2 separate regions of the Xenopus laevis genome follow, and region 1 is linked to region 2. The links are chromatin contacts, called in public Hi-C maps. All regions are on one chromosome and are shown on one strand. The core of a region is the stretch at or near the end of the contact, and the rest is flanking DNA. Distances in the headings are between cores, read along the strand shown. Region 1 has its middle 11 kb from the start of krt12.6.S. Region 2 holds the start of krt34.S (keratin, type I cytoskeletal 14).

Evidence for each region. A called contact is a pair of places that touch in the nucleus more often than the background predicts.
Region 1: a Hi-C map of the XL177 cell line shows a contact between it and region 2, with 2.5 times the contacts expected there. The contact joins the enhancer-like site here to the promoter of krt34.S in region 2. A contact is called at or near these places in 2 of 4 Hi-C or Micro-C datasets (the XL177 cell line and the XTC cell line).

Annotation. Positions count from the first base shown.
Region 1 is chr9_10S:1,193,732-1,198,742 of Xenopus_laevis_v10.1, forward strand. No RefSeq gene overlaps it. Among protein-coding and RNA genes, the nearest start is that of krt12.6.S, 11 kb to the left of the region's middle. Within about 2 kb of position 2,485, at least 1 of the 7 cell types and tissues checked has an H3K27ac peak or open chromatin away from gene starts, as enhancers often do.
Region 2 is chr9_10S:1,057,082-1,061,697 of Xenopus_laevis_v10.1, forward strand. krt34.S (keratin, type I cytoskeletal 14) reads left to right here and starts at 3,348. Exons shown (of 8, transcript XM_018237680.2): 1 at 3,348-3,402; 2 at 3,433-3,743; 3 at 4,145-4,227; 4 at 4,496-4,616. The coding sequence starts at 3,348.

The sequences.
Region 1 (5,011 bases), core at 1,235-3,734, 140 kb after region 2:
TACAGTATAGATGGACAGAATTCAAGTACTTTACAGAATATCTGGTAGAGATGTAGAACCTTCACACTTACCAACAGAACTGAATTTTGCTGGATAGTCCATAAAAGCAGACCCCCAAAGGGCAGGGAGGGTGGGCTGGGGGTCTGATCCAAAATGTCCCAAGTTTTATTCTTAACTGTTGGGGACTAAGAAGCAACATAAAACAATTCTGATCCAGAGGAAGGCAAGAAATTCTCATCTGAACCCACAGATGGGGGAAATTCCTTCCTGAAGCCAAGAGGGCAATTGGACCAGTTGCAGCAACAATCCATTATCCATTTACAACAAACTTGGCATACCTTCTAATAAAGTTTAAAATAAATGAAATAAATTTAAATATTTTCTGTGTTAATTATTGTTATTTCTGGTCCTATAGTAATGATTGGTTTTGGGGATAAGGTGGAACAATACATCAAAGTCAATAGATCAGAGCTTATTTTCAAGCTGTCTTTCGAGGGTGTAAATGTGCATGTTGTTTGAACCTGGTTTTCTGGGCTGGGCCAGCACATATTCATTTCAGCAAAGTACCCTTTATAAATTCCATGTATTGCCCTGTTCTAGGAGCTGGAAGAATTTTAAACATTCTTCTGATCTGTCACAATAGATAAATATGTGTCCATGCCTACACTTTAGGAATGCAAACTAAAATTCTAGGTATTAGAATTGTGGACTGTTATTTTAACATTTCTTTTAACTATCAAAAATGGCCAGTACTTGTGATTCCATTGGACGTATTTTATCTGGATAGGGTTGTACATGGGCAGTACCCATGCCAATCAAATGTTCCTTCATTGTTTTACCTGCAGCGGGCTGAAAAAAGCTAATCACCGATTGGTTGCTATAGATTGCTGCCCATAATTTTATATATATCTTTAATAGGTCACTTGCCAAGGCATTACCTGCCAAGAAAACACCTATTTAGATATTGTTGTTCCAGCACTGCTGGAATATCATTATATTTCTTCGAACCCAAATCAACTTGAGTTCATGATCCAGTCCAGCTTTACTGCTACAGAATTGATGCAAACGTGGTATGGGATTTTCTTTTCGAAGCCTAAAACGAGCGAACCCCCAGTCCTCATTTCTCAAACAAGAAAGGGAAAATAACCCCTTTTCCTGTTACTCCTCTACAGTAGTTACAGTAGAAAGTAGAAGAAAAATGAATAAAAACCCTCAACACCTGACGATGAATGAACTCAGGGCAGGGTACAAAAAAGTTTATGTATGTATGTATGGAAGAAACAGCTCTTTTCACAAACTTTTCACCTTCAGGTGAATAAAATAATGTACACAGTTTCTGCAGATGGTTCAACTATCATGGAATGCAACCAATCTGATGGGCTTTCAAAGAGTTGACAAGTCTAGTTGACTTTGCATTATATTTATCATATTACTGCTCAAAAAGAAAAACTATAGAGGTCCCAAGGTGGAGTGAAGGTGCAATTTGGAATGTTCTTGCACCTGAATACCCTACTAGAGCAACCTGAGTCTTCCTGCAAGAAATCACAAGCCTGTAGCTACACAAGTTCAGAAGATGATATATATCCTTTTTTTTTTTACAGAAAAACACATATTTGTTGTGGCAAATACACTTGGAATTTAGAAATTTTAGTCAATGAGAAACCAGCGATTAGAAGTGTTTTTTCTTTTAGTAAACACACCCAGTATTGTCTCACCCTACAGACTTCATATTGTACGGAGAACAGGCTTAACTGGCTGGGCTACACCTGACCCTTCCCTTATTTAAGTACTTTTCCCTTTAACAAGCAGCTTCAAGCAAATGCCCCACAGCGACAAGCGGTTATTGTAGTGATGTAACCTGAGAATATATGACATTTTTACTACAACCACAAAATGTGTCATCAAAGAGCAGAACCACCTAATAACTTCTACACATTCATTTGCAATTGAATGTAAATGCAAGTTGTTGTTATATAAACAGCACAGTTGTATGTCCCAGTGTTCCGCAACTGTCATAATTCTAATATGGATCATGTTAAGGTGTCCACAACCAATACTGGAGGCTGACTTTCTTGACTATTGGACTATTGGACTAACACCACTAAACTGATATCTTAAGGGGCTTGGAAGGGGAGAAAAATCACATTGAACGAGGAACTTTTGGGGCAGTTTGTGGTTCTGCTCAGACCACCTAGATCTGATTGTTGGTCACAGGGTAAACATTGAGATATCTTAATTTTCACTAATACCTGGTCAGATCACCACTAAGTAGATCAATTACTGTCTGGCCATGGTAAGATTTTCATAAATACAGGTCAGTGACAGTTAGTAGGACACCTTTGCACATGGTTGGATAGCATTTATTTTCCTTCACTTGCCACCCCGATCATCCTAATTAAAGCTGGGATCTTTCTTTTGTGATTTGAAAACCAGTATAAGGTGGAAGGCAATCGTTGCACAAGGACAAGGGAGCCCTGTATTAGGGATAAACTATTTAAGTACAATCATCTGGCACCTCTGCTTTAGATCCTGAATGATGAGCATGGTAGTGGGGTGCCAAGGGATGCCACTGACAGCAGTGCAAAGAGTTGTGCCTATATGTGCATGGAAAAAACAGGGCTAAAAGCAGGCAACCTTTGCACCTGTTTCTTGATTGCACCTTGAAAACACATGGTATATTAGAAAACATTAAGGATTTGATGTGTTTCTTAACAATGATCGGTCCCAAGAAGGGTTAGGGTTAGTCATATATTTTCTGTAGAAATATCTAGAGCAAGTCATTTCAAATATGCTTGGTGGCAATATTACATTTGCATGCCATTCTATTTCTTTTGCAACATAAGTCTTTTGATCTTCTGGCTTGAGGTGACTTTGTTTAAAAATTATTTAACTGGTAACAGGTTTATTGTATGAAGAAAGAATGTTAGTGGCACAAACTCTGCAGCCCAATGAGTGAAGCAACCTGCCAATATTGTGCTGTGAGTGCATTACATGATACCACCCAACAGACTAAACTCTTGTTGTGATCCATGGTTAAACTTGGCATGAAATGCCCTTGCCACCACTCTCTGGCCAAAGTGCCACCAAGCTCTACCGTCCTATCAGATATAAGACACAGAGGACCAAGGTGGTAGAACCAGATCTTCTAGATCTCAAGGGCAAGACATTGAAAAATCTCCCTTCTATAAAAATTCTTGAGAAAACACAAGAGTACTCCTACCCTCAGACTCCGTAGACAACACTGTAGGGTCAGCTTCTCAAAGTTATACTGGAGTTCAGTAACTGTAGAGTTGCATGGGTACATGTTCTATAGTTATAATAATATCCAGAAACTTCAGCAGTGCCCCCTGATTTCTATTTCTGATCCAGATGCTTTGCCAGCATTCTTGGCCCCAGTGCCACTGTAGTGGTTACGCCATAAAATTCTCCTTCAATGACATCCAAGTTCATGGTTGGCACAGATGGCATCAGTACAGGGTTGCAATTATGTCTTTAAGGTATTTCGATTTTTTAAAACATTATATGATTTAATTGCTATAATAAAAGAGCAAGCAACATGATTTTGCAATCTCAGAGGTGTGCATAATTTAATGCCCCCATAGATCTTCAGATGTTAAACTACAGCTCCCAATCTCACACCATTGTGTATGTGAGTTTGGTATTTTCTCCGTTATTGTGGTGCGGGACTGAACAAGAAATCCGACAAGAGTGATTAGCGTTAAAGGTTCTGTTGGGATCTGGGTGAACGCCAGGGCTTTCTACAGGAATCTTATTGAGCCTAGCCTGTGACTGTAGTAATAATGTTAAGGAAATCACCCTACTTTTCAAATCAAAGTTAAATTACATATAATCATGTAAAGACCTTGAAATACTTTTAAGACCCCAGAATTAATGTCAAAGACAGAGAAGGTGTGATAGTCACATGCTCCAGGACTGGCCAGTAGGAGAGAACTAAGAATGGGAAAAAGCACCCTGTATGCACCCCTCATTGATGCTTCAACATGACCCATTGATACTGGGTGATTTTGGGGCTTCAACCTTAAGGTCTCTTAAGACCATAACCCTTGGACACATGAACACAGTGGTTTCTCTCATGACAATTTTGATTTAGGATTTAATCATTTTATATGCCAGGCTTTCCTTTCATTGAGTGCCCATGGGATGATCCATTCAGTCCCCAGCTGCCCCAAGTAACCTGCATATCAGATCAAATGGGAGTGATGTGCAATGCCATCATCAGGTGCTGGGGACCACAAGGGTAAAGGGTTTGGTTTTATTTGGTATTTTGGTACATTTCCAAATGAATGGGCCCAGGAGTGACGTCACTTCCGGTCTGCGGTGACAGCGCTTTCAGGTTTCGCAGGTCCTGGGTCGGAAGGTTAGTTTAACTTATAGGGTCTGGGTAGTGGCTCTGGGTTAGGGGCTGGGGTGTAACTATAAAAGAAGCAGACCCTGTCGCTGCAAGGGGACCCAGGAGTTTAAGGAGCCCCATGAGGCCCTAATTCATATACATTTTGAATAAATACTGGTAAAACAAGTAGAATAATTTGCTGTGCCCAGTAATATCTAGTTACGCCACTGGTTAGGGGTCGGGCATGGGTCGGCATGGGACCTTCCAATTGGACCTGTGCTGGACTCTATTGCAGTGTATTTTCATTATTTGTTTTCTGGTAAAAGTTAGGAAAATATAGGAAATTCTGCAGAAACAACAAGTAACTTTCTGTCTGACAGATTTATTTACTGTGTGAGAAAATGAAGCCACAAATGAATCATAAAAGCAGTAATTCTCATTCCAGACACTCCCTCGCTGCCCAATAAATACTTGGGCCCAGGCTGAGTGCAAGTGCAGTGCATGCTGGTCATAGGTTGCTCCTGGCCACGGCCCATAGAGAGAAGGTAGAATAGAATAAAGAGATTAACAAGCAAACTATATATATATATATTAAGACATATAGTAATGCCAACATGAAGCCATCTTTTATTTTAATGAAAATAAATAACATATAACATT
Region 2 (4,616 bases), core at 2,098-4,597:
GATTCCTACAGGGCAGTCAAGAGGGATTTGGATATTAGGGTCTTCTATACCTTTGATCAAGAGCATTCTAGGCAGATATTGCTCCTACCTGGTCTTGATTTCAAATAAATATTTTCCCTCCAGTATAGAAAACCTGGAACAGAGCCATAAGCAATGGAGTAGAAAACAGTTTAAAAGCTGTTTTACAAGTAGAGGAATTACATTTTATAACTGTTCAATTAGATAATTACTGGGTGTGACCCATGAACATCACTGTGAACCCAGAGAGGCTTCGGTTACAGTATTTCAGCAGCAACAGTAGAATGATTTATGTGGATGATTTATGTGGATGATTTATGTGGATGATTTATGTGGATGATTTATGTGGATGTTGGCAACTTGACAGGATAATAATGTGTGTGAGAAGCAGCTGATACACAACCTGCAGCACAATATCACCTATAGGAGGCAGCTTGACAAATCTCACAGTGATATAATAGGTTAGTCTTGGCTCACAATAAAACCCTCATCACCTCACTTGCCGAGCATCTTGTTAAGGAATAATAACACAACACGATGGCTGAGAAAGTGAATGCTGTCTGGACTGATACCATTGGAGCAAGTGGCCAACCAAATGGAACCAGTAATGAAATATATCATAGTAGATGTGGACATTGGTCTTTTCAAAGTCTGTACAGAGCATCACACCTGATATTTCCCATTCTAAGCACAATACCCATCTACTGTACCTTCACCAGGATTCAAAACAAGAAACTGAATGTTGCATTCAAATACCATTTGCCAAATTTTCCTTCTTTTCTCTGTTACCAATGAAGACAGAAGCTCTATTGTTCCATATCACTGCCAAGCTATGAGCCCATTTCCTTAAGTACACTTGACTTAAACTCATGCTCTTGACACAGCCATAAAGTATGACACATTGCAAACAAATCTGATTAGGATACAAACCTTTATTATGTCTTGAGAGGGCTTCCAGGCAACCATATTGTATAATTCAGCTAACACTTTGCTATAGGTACAGTATAAGGAGTGCTATAAAATTACAATGTGAAGTACTGAAGATGTAGCCTGGAACTATAAATGTAGGGTATTTACTGCAGAGGTGGCTACCATTGGCAGATTAATGACATGTGGCCTTGGCTACATCCACACAGGTCTCCTCTAGGCTACAGCTATGTCCGGAATCATGAAGAACCAGGAACACATGCACCTAAGCGCTCTACCTTGGGTCAAGTTCAGCATTTGCCACCAATGTCATTGGAACTGCATCCATCTTCTCCCAGCAGTTGCACCCCACTGAACCAAATAAAGCTACATATTAAAAGAAAATAGAAATAATAATTGAAAAAAAGCTAGATGGGCACCTGATCTCATTGGGTGCTATAGCCTAGGGGAGCCTGTGCATTAACCTGCTCCTAGAGACTTCTCTAGGAACGAGATGGCAATATTTACTCGAAATTGCTCTCCTAACAAAAAAGCATGAAACGGGAAGTGATACTTGTAAAGGAAATTTCAGGGCAACACCCTCTATAAATCCAAATACATTCCCAGCATTGTTTAAAATATATGTCATAATGGTGAAATGAATGTCCAAAACTCTGTCCAAAAGGGGAGATGATGCGACCCTCTCATGATTTAAAGTTAACCCAACAAAGGCACAGATGTGGTGTAGCTGGGACATAAGTGTACACATATACACTGAATATGAAGATACACGGTGAAAACATTTTAAATTTCTGAGATCATTGAACAATGAAAAAGAAAAACCCTTTACTAGAAGTGAACATAATTGTCCCTGTTGTATACATTATTAACAAGGATCCAATGGTGATCACATGCTCCTGCTCAGCTGGCAGTTGCTTTCCCTTCTGCCTTCACCAGGATAATAAAGAATAATGAAATAGCCCTTCCCCCAATATAAACCCACCTGCCATGTATATATAGAGTTATAATCCCTCTTTTTCTCTTAATAAAAATGCTACTGTCCACCCTATGGCACGCCGTAGTCTCTTTAAAGGAGTAAGACTTGGGATGTCCCATGCCTGCAGCCTGTGCTTGTTCAACAATGACATTATTTTACATTATTTTCGAAAATTTGAGTAACTGTAAGGGGCCAATTCACAAGCTCGAGTGAAGGATTCGAAGTAAAAAAACTTCGAATTTCGAGTCGTTTTTTGTGCTTCTCGACTATTGAATTGGCCTAAATTCGCCTGAGTAGAATTTTTCGAATAGATCGAAACGCTGCGACTATTCGCCATTCGATAGTCGAAGTACTAGATGGAGCGCAAAAACGTTGCGACTATTCGCCCATTCGATAGTCGAAGTACTGTCTCTTTTAAAAATACTTCGACTGCCTACTTCGCCACCTAAAACCCACCGAATTGCTTTAAAAGCCTATGGGAAAGTCCCATAGACTTGTTTTCCAAGTTTTTGATCGAATAAAAAGGCATTCGATCGAATGTAAATCCTTCGAGCGCCTATTCACCTGGTGAATATTCGCCAATTCGACTATTCGCCAGCGCGTAAATTCGCCCGAATTGCCTATTTGATTCTATTCGATTCTATTCTCCAGTCGAATTTCGAGGGATTTAACCCCTCGAAATTCGACCCTTGATGAATTTGCCCCTAAGTGTAATGGAATAGAGGCAAGATTGGACAGGCCTCCATGAGTATCGGAGGGTCTCTTTGTGGACCACAGTCCAATTCAACCACAGTGATCAATTCAACATTGTTCTAACCAAAATTACTAAGTCAGGCCCTGGACATTTACACAAACAATATAGAAATGTACAATTTTGAGGGGAAGTGACACAACTGCTTTTTCTATTACCTATGCTATCAGTCATGGTTAAAACAAACCCCACTAATTACAGCATGCATCATTTTAACTACAGACAAGCTTTTGGGAGTTGAAACCTCCAAACAATAAAATAAACTTTGCAGGGTCACATAAAAGATTTTATGATATTTTTTGTCAGAACCAGCAAAAAAAAAAAAGAAATATTAAATGGGTAACAACCCTGTATAATTATATTCAGGATCAGGTTAAATATTTCCTTAGTGAGCAGATTCCAAAAGAATAATATACTGTAAAATGTCATTTCTTGGGAGGCTGCATCAGCTTTTATGAAAGAAATAAAATAGTGTACTTGGAAAACCCAAAATGGTACATTTTATAGGTAGTGCTTTATGGCTTTTAATACAAAAACTTTATTTTACAGGTTTTCGTACCAGACAAGACTGACGACTGTCAACGCCCAGAGCGGTGATATAAAAAGGCACAACGCGAGCTGATGAGTTACAAGAGGAATTCAGTGGACACATCTAACTAGAGGTTTCCAGTCATCATGAGTGTCAAGCAAAGTCATAGATTTTCATCTGGGTCCGGCTGCTTTGGCGTCAGCCATATACACTCAAGTGGATCGTACAAAGCCCACAGCATGCATGGAGGAGGCTACGGAGGCCTAAGAAGTTCCTTAGGAGGGTATTGTGGCATCGGTGGTGGAAGCATTGGTGGTGGAAGCATTGGTGGTAAAAACGAAGGCATGCTGAATGTCTGCGAGAAAGAAACCATGCAACTGCTGAATGACCGACTGGCAAACTATCTAGGCAGAGTCCGCTCTTTGGAGGAGGAAAACGGTCAGTTTGAGAGGAAGATTAGAGAATGGTATGACAAACAGGTGCCATTCGCCTTCCCCGATTTCAACAACTATTACAGGACTATTGAAGAACTTCAGAATAAGGTACTTTATCATAAACTTTTAGCTTATACTTTTCCTAACATGAGCTTATGGTATGGAAGTCAGCATATGTGTAGCAGGACCCAACATGCGTTGGGGTCCATTATCCAGAAAGCTTTGAAATATGGCAATGCCATTACCCGTACTCTCCTATTTAAAATGAACATTCTTCATTATGATTAATTTGGCTTTGATAATTAATAAAAAGCCAATGCTCTATCTAATGGTCCCTTAGATGAAATAGTATAAATCCATGTTTTTAATGTTGAAATGGTTTTCAGTAGTCTTAAAGCATGGTGCTCCACATTATGGAAAGATCCCATATCTCAAAAGCTCCAGGTTCGAAGCAGGTAACCAAGTTTATACCTGTACGAACCAAAATCCCATGTTTTTACATATTGCAGATTCTCCATGCATGTTCTGGAAATGCCAACCTAATCCTGCAGATTGATAATGCCAGACTGACCTCTGATGATTTCAGGAACAAGTAAGTCATTTTGACTTTTGAGTTGCCTTTAATTTAAAAAAAAAAAGCCATGAGTGAATGCCCTTTGACTATAGGAAATTGCAGGCAGTAGAAGCCATTGCCAAAAGCCACACTTTGTACGATGCCAAATCATATTCCTAAGACCTTTTCCTCCTTTAATAAATCTAAATCTTGGCCATTACAACAAATATTTTATTTACGAAAAAAAGGGACCCCACATTTCCAGATCTGATATTTTTAGTGTTGCTTATTTATTGCCTACTCATAGATTTGAAAGTGAAGCTTCTTTCCGCATGGGGGTTGAGGGAGATATGAATGGCCTTCGCCGAGTCCTGGAGGAGCTCAACATGACCAACAGTGACCAAGAAATGCAGAGACAGAATCTGAAC